3 separate regions of the Mus musculus genome follow, and regions 1 and 2 are each linked to region 3. Evidence: chromatin contacts called from public ChIA-PET and HiChIP or PLAC-seq data. All regions are on one chromosome and are shown on one strand. Each heading gives the region's core, a stretch centred on a gene start, on an enhancer-like site or on the middle of the called end of the contact. The rest is flanking DNA. Distances are from core to core; before and after follow the strand shown.

What was found. ChIA-PET counts read pairs in DNA pulled down with a chosen protein or histone mark. HiChIP or PLAC-seq counts read pairs in DNA pulled down with a chosen protein or histone mark.
Region 1: a contact with region 3 is called in a FOXA1 HiChIP or PLAC-seq map of pancreatic cancer cells. The contact joins the promoter of 9130230L23Rik here to the promoter of Smim14 in region 3.
Region 2: a contact with region 3 is called in an RNA polymerase II ChIA-PET map of memory CD8 T cells, with 55 read pairs. The contact joins the promoter of 4930480C01Rik here to the promoter of Smim14 in region 3. A contact is called at or near these places in 11 of 484 Hi-C or Micro-C datasets (B cells, CD4 T cells, CD8 T cells and 6 more), 6 of 115 datasets of contacts at active chromatin or transcription factors (astrocytes, bone marrow-derived macrophages, cardiomyocytes and 3 more) and 1 of 9 other capture datasets (liver).

Annotation. Positions count from the first base shown.
Region 1 is chr5:66,002,936-66,005,671 of GRCm38.p6, reverse strand. 9130230L23Rik (RIKEN cDNA 9130230L23 gene) reads left to right here and starts at 1,387. Exons shown (of 7, transcript NR_027961.1): 1 at 1,387-1,462.
Region 2 is chr5:65,949,974-65,952,673 of GRCm38.p6, reverse strand. 4930480C01Rik (a long non-coding RNA gene) reads right to left here and starts at 1,331. Exons shown (of 2, transcript XR_376988.3): 1 at 1,215-1,331; 2 at 467-796. It also overlaps a transcript of Chrna9 not described here.
Region 3 is chr5:65,491,456-65,494,155 of GRCm38.p6, reverse strand. Smim14 (small integral membrane protein 14) reads left to right here and starts at 1,273. Exons shown (of 5, transcript NM_133697.4): 1 at 1,273-1,420.

The DNA.
Region 1 (2,736 bases), core at 138-2,637, 510 kb before region 3:
GTCCTGTGTCCTCACCCCCCCCCCCACCTCACCTACAGCACCAAAGCTGGAACCGTGACCTCAGTCTTTCCGAGTTGGGAGGGGAGGGGTGGTTGGGAATTAACCAATGTCCCACAGGTATGGCCTTTGTTTGAGAACAGGATGCAAATAAGTTTCACTTCTATGCTTTGCATGGGCTGAACTCCTCGGGGCTGCGGGGCTGCGGAAGGAGGAACAGTCTCCGGACAAACCGAGGAACAGGGAAATGAGCCTTACTTTGTGTGACACCTTGCCTGGCTTCCCACTCCCATTCTCCTCAGTTTGCTTGGAAACTTGACGATTTGACATTTAAAGGTCAACTGGGTTACCTAAAGGGAGAACAGGTTTCCTGTGAAAGCCACTCAGGAATCAGCTTATCAGGTAGCCTCTGGGGCAGGGAGTGGTCTGCAGAAAAGAACATTTAATGGGACAAAGGGAAGGAGGACCTAGCAACAGTTTTGCGGTGAAGCCTTGGGTTGGTGGACGCTGGGAAGAGGAAAAGACAGACGCGGCAGGCGGTAGGAAGAGGGGCGGAGGAACGTGACCCCGTTCAATCCTATTCATCAGAGCTCTGTTGCTCTGATTTTACACAGTTTTGTGAGGAAGTTCACCTCCTCACTCTTCTGTGTCCTCCACAGCGAAATGCCAGGGATAAAGTGAATGAGGAAGTAAAGCCCAGTGCCTGGCACCTGATCCAACCTCAACATTTCCCAGCCCCCCTCGTAGAGGCCTGTGGGGCCCAGGTGTTGTTCCCATCCCCTCCCCTACTCCCACCCCCACCCCACACTTCGCTTCGCCCCGCCCCCGCCCCCAGTATATTGGTCACTCACTTAGGGAACACCAATTGTCAAGTGCCAATCCTGTTTTAGATAGTCTGGTATGCTCACAACTCTTGTGATGTAGGCTCATACAGGTAGCTAAGAGTATGTTGGAAACCTGGCTTCCTGCTTAGCTAGGGGAGACCTGGGCTAGTCACCCGGCTTCCACTTCTTGTCTATGAATCACCATACCTAGCCTGCAAGATTGTTGCGGGGAGAAGCATTGCTTAATTATTTAGTAGCTGAGTAAGTTGCAGGTATTAAACAGGTCTGTGCGACCTTGGGCAGACCACTCCACTCTCTCTGGGTCTTGGTTTCCTCCTTTGTGTATCTTGGGACGGAAGATCTCAGAGGCGGCCGGTTCTAGCCTTCTGTTATTCTATGACAAACAAGATTGTCTGCCTCACTCTGTCCCTGCCTAGCTACACAGAGATTAGACTGTTTGCTTTTGCAACGCTCAGATAGCAAAGACCTTTGACAGCTGAGAAGGCTCCTTCATTCCCTCCCCTTGAACCCAGTTCAAAGCTGTAGGACAAGGGGCACCAGGATTAGAAAAGAAGGCAGAGCACCAGGTGGCAAGATCTGGGTGTGGCGAAAACTGCCTAGAGGGATAGAAGCCATCTAAGGTGAGGACTTACAGGGAGGACGATGGTTGCTTGAGGCCCGGAGATTCTAGTCCCAAACTGGTAGGGCTTGGGGAGATTTCACACACGCCCACGGGGGCACGCGTGCACACACACACACACATACACACACACACGCACACACCAGTTTCAGAAGACAACTTTTTTTTCCTGAATACTGGCTGGATGAGGCAAAAGCTTTTTCTTAAAAAGGAAAGAGGCACTGTAAATGGTTTTTCTAAAGTAAGAGATGGGAGGTTATAGACAACGCTTAGGACTCCTGGCTTAGAGGTAATGAAGGGATAGACTGAAGGCTGATGGGAATAATTCTCCATGCTGTCCTGAGGTCCGTAACTCAGTAATGGCATGCAGGCTGAACACTCTGAGTGTAGTACACTAGACCTTGGCTGAAAGTGGGAAGATTCTCTCTCACCTGTCCCTGGGGAAGATTGGAAGCACTGGCGGCGATTCATCTACAGAATTCCTTGTTCTTTTCCTTCCCTCCCCTCCCCTCCCCTCCCCTCCCCTCCCTTCCCTTCCCTTTCCTTTCCTTTCCTTTCCTTTTCCTTTTTTTTTTTTTTTTTTTTTTTTTTTTTTTTTTTTTTTTTGAGGCAGGGTCTTAGTGTGCTGCTCAGGCTGTCCTGGAACTCACTATGTACACCAGGCTGACCCTGAATCCAATCAGAGCCACCTGCCTCTGCCTCACAAGTGCTGTATTAAAGACAAGCACCATCATACGTGGCTCCAGACCATCCTAGGTCAATGAGACTATACATAAGATTTGTTTGTGTTTGTTTGTTTGTTTGTTTGTTTGAATGGAAAATTTGGAACTGTGTGTAAGGGCTCGTTTTCCATGATGTGTGGTGGTTTTGTTTGTTTGTTTGGTCTTTTTGTTTTGTTTTATTTTTTGTTTTTCCTTTACTTATTTGAGCACACCCTTGTTTTCCCACTGTAATTTTTTTTTATTGTCAGTCAAGGCCAAGGTGCTGCTCTGCAGTTGAGAGAACTCGCTCATTAAGAAGGGTCTGAGCCAGCCGGGCGTGGTGGCGCACGCCTTTAATCCCAGCACTCGGGAGGCAGAGGCAGGCGGATTTCTGAGTTCGAGGCCAGCCTGGTCTACAAAGTGAGCTCCAGGACAGCCAGGGCTATACAGAGAAACCCTGTCTCGAAAAACCAAAAAACCCAAAAAAAAAAAAAAAAAGGGTCTGAGGCCCCAAGCTTTTAAATTCATGAGCTTTGGGTTCTCTTCCTAGCCAGAGTGTCTCTGCTAAATGACC
Region 2 (2,700 bases), core at 82-2,581, 460 kb before region 3:
GTTCCCACCAGCATCACACGCAGCTTGTCAGAGCAGATCCCTGCTTGGCCTCGGAGCTGGCAGGTTCCAGGCAGAATGGAAGAAGCTAAACAGATGTGGGCTCCACCCTAGATCCAAATCCAGAAAAACAGCCAAGTCAATATATGCACAAGACTGTAAGCTCCTGGGCAGAAGATTCCAGGTTTACCTACCTCAAACTGCAACACCACAGGAATCAAGGATTGTGGTGACCCTTTTTAAATAAGAATAAATGTTTGGCCAAGGAGAGGTGGCTAGAGACGTTTACAGTGTGAACAGACACTAGGAAGTCAGTTCTGTAAGAATTTAAAGACTAACCCAAACTTAGTGGCAGAGGCCTGTAACCCCAGTATTTGAGAGGCTGAGGCAGGGGGATCGTGAGTTTTAGACCAGCCTGGGCTGCATGGCAAGAGCCTGCCTATACAAACAACAACAAAACTCTCGCTACTCAATCTGTACTGAACACATTTATTGAAAGCAGAGCACAGGGCTCATAAGAGAATATTTGCTTTATCAGTGCGTTTGTGGACTGTCTGGAAAAAAAAAAGGCACACTTGTAAGCTAAGCTGTGGTAAACGAGTTAAGTATTGCCGAGGGAGTAGACCACAGGGGAATGGGGTTGATTTATCTTCCCGATGAGAGGTTAGGAAAAGAGGGAGTCCATGGAGCCCCAGGCTGGGATGTCACAGGAGGCAGAGATCACGAGTCTCTAGAGATTCAAGGGCATGTGTCAGTATCTGTTGGGTCCTAGAGAGACCTCATGGCAGAGGCCACCATACTGCCAGACAAGAAGCCAGAGAGAGAATTAGACTTTCACCACAAACCACTGAAAAGTCCCTGAATCCCCTCCAAGTGAATTACCCCTAACAAACCACTGACCATCTCCGGGCCACTGCACTACTCTCAAATGTTCTATGTCATCCTTTACTGGCCCACTAGGGGGCGTAGCTTCCAGCATAAACCTTTAAGGGAACACTCAAACCACATTCAAACTGAAGCAGGCTGCATTTGTCACTCAAGACCGTGAGACATGGAGATGTAGCTCAGTCATACAGTGTTTGCCTACCATACGGAAGCCCCCATCACTGACAAAAAAACAAGAAGAGTAGTGGATAAGCACAAACCTATGTAGGGTCAGCCTATGTACGATAAGCCCAGAGTACAAAGATGAAAACGTGCCTGTCCTGAAGAATTACCTCATAAGAAAAGGCCGAGTAAATACTAGTCCTTCTATTTGTCTGATTTGCCGTAACAAAATACTTAGGGCTGGATACGTTGTAAAGAAAGGAAGGTTATATAGCTCACAGTTCCAGTATCTTAGGCAGCTGCATCTCCTGAGAGCCTTTGTGTTGTGTCATAACATGGCAGGTGACATCACACAGTGAGAGAAAGAGAAAGAATATGAATCATGGGTGCGTAAGGAAGCAATAAAGTGAACCAAGACCAGCACCACCCCCCATTTCCCCCACCCCCTCCCCATCGCCCCACCCCCACTCCCAATCCCCCAGCTACATAGAGTTCCAGGCCATCTTGGACCATGTGAGATTCTGCCACAAGAGGGCCGAGCTCTGACACTATTTTTTTCAGAAACTCGCCTTTTCTTGCTGAAAATATAGTAGTCAATGTCAACAGAATACACTTCCTGGGCTGAGTAACGCCTTCTGTGGGCGCTTGGGGGAAGAACAAGGGCCCTGGAAACAATAAGGTTCTTGGCTCCGCCCCCTTCAGAGTCCACAGTGAGGGCCAAGGCTTTTATTGCCCTGGTTCCAGTTTTCAGTGTTTCCTCTCGATTAAAAGCCCCCTGGCTGCCCAGGATTGCCTGTAATGACAGTAAACGACTACAGAGACTGTGAAGCAATCTTTTCACATCTTAAGATGCAATCTGTCTGGCACAGCCCCTGGCGGCCTGAGTTCACGGCAAAGCTATTGTGGTGTGCGTGGGGGCATTGGCTTTGGCTCCCCCCCCCCCCTCGGTTTCCCACACCCTCTGAAATGACTGAGATTTCTGTCAGATTTCTCGCCTATGACAATCCTCATTAACTCAGTCATTTATTAGTAATAAATTAAAAAAAAATCGTTGGCAACTGTCTGCCCCTAGGGTCACAGTAACTCAAGTCCCCATGACCAAAACTGGGTGGCAAAGCTTGTTTCTCCTTAGCGGGTCTGCATTCATCCAGTGCAGTTTCTCGAAGACACGCACACACGCTGTAGCAACAATGGCAGTGACCATGAGTTCCCAAGCCCGTTGCCTAGAAACCACTCCTTGTTTCTGAAACTAATTTAAACATGAGAATTCAGCTTGTGACTCAGGCCAGCCATGCATGGCATGGTTTTCTCTCTCTCTCTCTCTCCTTTCTTCTTTCACATCACAAAATAATACATGCTTATTCCAGAAAAAAAAAAAAGAAAAATATGAAAACAAACGATCTAGAGGCACAAAAAGTCTCCTATAATCTCATTATCAGAGACAACCACTGTTGTCTCTTGGGGATATTTTCTCTTTATTTTTACTTTTCTTGGTTTTTTTTAGTGGTTTGCCTGTGTGCATGTATGTGAACCATATGTGTTCCTGGTGCCCTCAGAGGCCAAAAGAGGATGTTGGGCCCCTTGAAGTTATAGGCAGATGTGAGCCATCATGTGGGTGCTGAAAACCAAACCCCAATATTCTGCAAGAGCAGCTGG
Region 3 (2,700 bases), core at 24-2,523:
GGGTTTTGTTTTCTTTTCTAACTTGTAACCTTACCAAAGAAAGCAGGCCATACCTCAGTAGAACACGGATTGTGAACCATGTAGCCAAAGACAGACTGTGCAGCACTGTTTTAAAGGGTTTTGTTTTTCTTTTTTTGTTGTCAGATTGTTAAACTATTAGGGAAGAAAATGAAATTCCAAGTGGATGTTTTCTGCCGTTCACTATTTTTTGTCCAGACTTTAGATTCTCAGGATAATTTTTTTCTTGTACTTTCTTATAAAAATATGCTTAGTTTCGTCCAGAGTTCCTCGAGGTCATTGGATACATCTGTAGAATTACGGCTGCCACAGCTGCTTCCAGAGGTGCTCTTTTTGCTTATCAGGCTCCACACTTCAATTTGCTGGTATTTCCCGTCCTTTCTTACATGGGAATTAAGCTGTCTTTGGATTGTTGAAATACTGCTTCCTAACTTCCAAGCCCAAGAATGGTGTGCTGCTACCTCCTTTGGCCACATTCCCTCCTCCACTAGGAGGGCAAACCCATGGCTAGGCTCCCCTCACTTTTAAAAACAAAAAACAAAAAAACCCAGACATATTCTATGCTGCACTGGCTGGGCTCAAATTCACATACTCCCACCCACTCCCCCAGGGTTTCTCAATGCAGCCCTGGCTGTCCTGCAACTCGCTCTGCAAACCAGCCTGTCTCTGCTTCTGCTGTTGAGCCATCACATCCGGCTTCTAACATCTCTCTTTTAAGGTTAAGGTTGAACTTAATTTAGGTCTGTTTTCCAATCCAAAATCCGAACGTCATCAGGATCACTCATCCCTCCCCACCTCCCAGCTGACATGCTTCTGTAATCTTCGAGTTCCGATTTTCACGCGTGCCTGATGATGAACTCCCACCGCCACCTCTGCAGGTAGACCGGGTCTCAGCAGTCATCAATTTGTGCGCGCGCCCCTCCGCCTAAGTATGACTAAACACCGCCGTGGACAGAAGCCATTCCCTCGACAAACAGACAGACACGTCAGATGATCATGACCACGGAAGACAGCACGGAGGCGACGTGGGACAACTTAACAGCCGGGTTGCCCTTCCTTCTCGGTGGAGCAACCCCACCCCGCCACACCGGAACTGCCTCCCCCACGCCGGGCGCGCCCACGCACGTCAGCGCCGGAGCTGCGGGAGCCGCCCCCCTCCGACGCAGGTGGCCCGCGCGACACGCGCATGCTCCCTAGGTAGGGTCACGAGCGGCTCCGGGTGCTACAATCTGTTGCGCCGCCCTCGGGGAGCCCGCAGATCCGGGTCTCGTGGCTAAGAGTGACGTGGTCTATCGAATCCAAACAGAGGGGAGGAGGCCGGCGGCCAGCAGCATCGGCAGCGACAGCGGCGTCCGGAACGCTCCCGGCCGCCACCCTCCCCGCCCGCCGCTGTTTTGGGCGGGTGAGTGTCCCGTCCCCCCCTCTCTCCCCGGCCCACCGCCCTCCTCGGCGACCCTCTTGGCGTCGCCACTTCTGTGGCCGCGCGCACCCGGGGACCGCTGCGGCGGAGCGGGCGCCTTTGGCTGGGCGCTGCACCCGGGGAGCCCGCAGCCGCTGGCCCGGCAGCCTGCAGCTGGGCTGCACAGGCACCCGCAGTCCGGGTGCTTTCACTTTTAGGGCCCCATAGGCGGCGCGGGCGTGCAGGGGGTTAGGGACAGTCACCCCGAAGGCCGGGCGGTGGCGTTTGCCTGGTGGGTTCGATGAAGTCACCCGGACGGGGCCCTTTTGTTGTGGTGTGTTGGTAGCTGCCATCCTAAAAGCCAGAGCTCTTCTTTAGCCTCCATTGTGTTGCGGATTTAAAGGATTCCCCTTTTCTGTTGGTTCAGTTCTGTTGGTTCAGTACGTGGAGCCGGGGCTGACAATGGAGCAGGTAGCAGCACCGTTATCGGAAGGAATGCAGGGCAACAGCCTGGCAATGGTTTGAGATCCGTGTCGCTGCTTAAAGCCGAAGTTTTCCGAAGTGGCTGCTTAAACGTTAGGATTTTAGCCAAGATGATACTTGCTAACTGTAGCGAGGCGGCAGGATGCTTTTAGTTGCCCCAGTTGGAAAAGCCGAGGATGCGGCCTTAGTAATGGAGTGCCCTGGGTTTACAGCTGGAGCGCCTGATGAGCTTCAGGAAGCATTTATACCTGCATGTGTGGAAGACACCCTCCCGATTTTGTGTTGTGGTGTCACTTGGCAGCTATCCGTACCAGAATTGGGAAAAACCTACAGTTTACCAAGGGTTCTAGTCTGGAAACGCTCGCTGCCCTGTGTCTGCTGTGGAGGTTAGGGGAAGCAGCTGCGTGCTCCTGCTTCAGGTGACTCCCTGCTCGCGCAGATTCCTTCAGTGTAGCCGCCCACCCTTTTGCCCTCCGCACTCAGACCAGAAAACCAAGCCTGGATGTTCCATCGTGTTTTCGAAAAGGGACATTTCCCCCTCTCCAAGATACTTATAGTGTTTCTGTGGAAAGCAGCAGGAAGGAACGAGGAAACAGATTGATTGCTGTCCATCAAATCTGGGAAGAAGTCTTAGGAATTTAGACCCCTATCTTTGAAGGGTGTGCCCTTGGGCAGTAACGGACCTCGTATCAAATCTTTTCCTCCTGTGTAGATCATGGATTTTCCCTCTTTTTTTTCTCCCATACTTGGAATCTTGATGATATAGACAAAGGAGAATTTTCTTTTTGCACTTCCCCCTT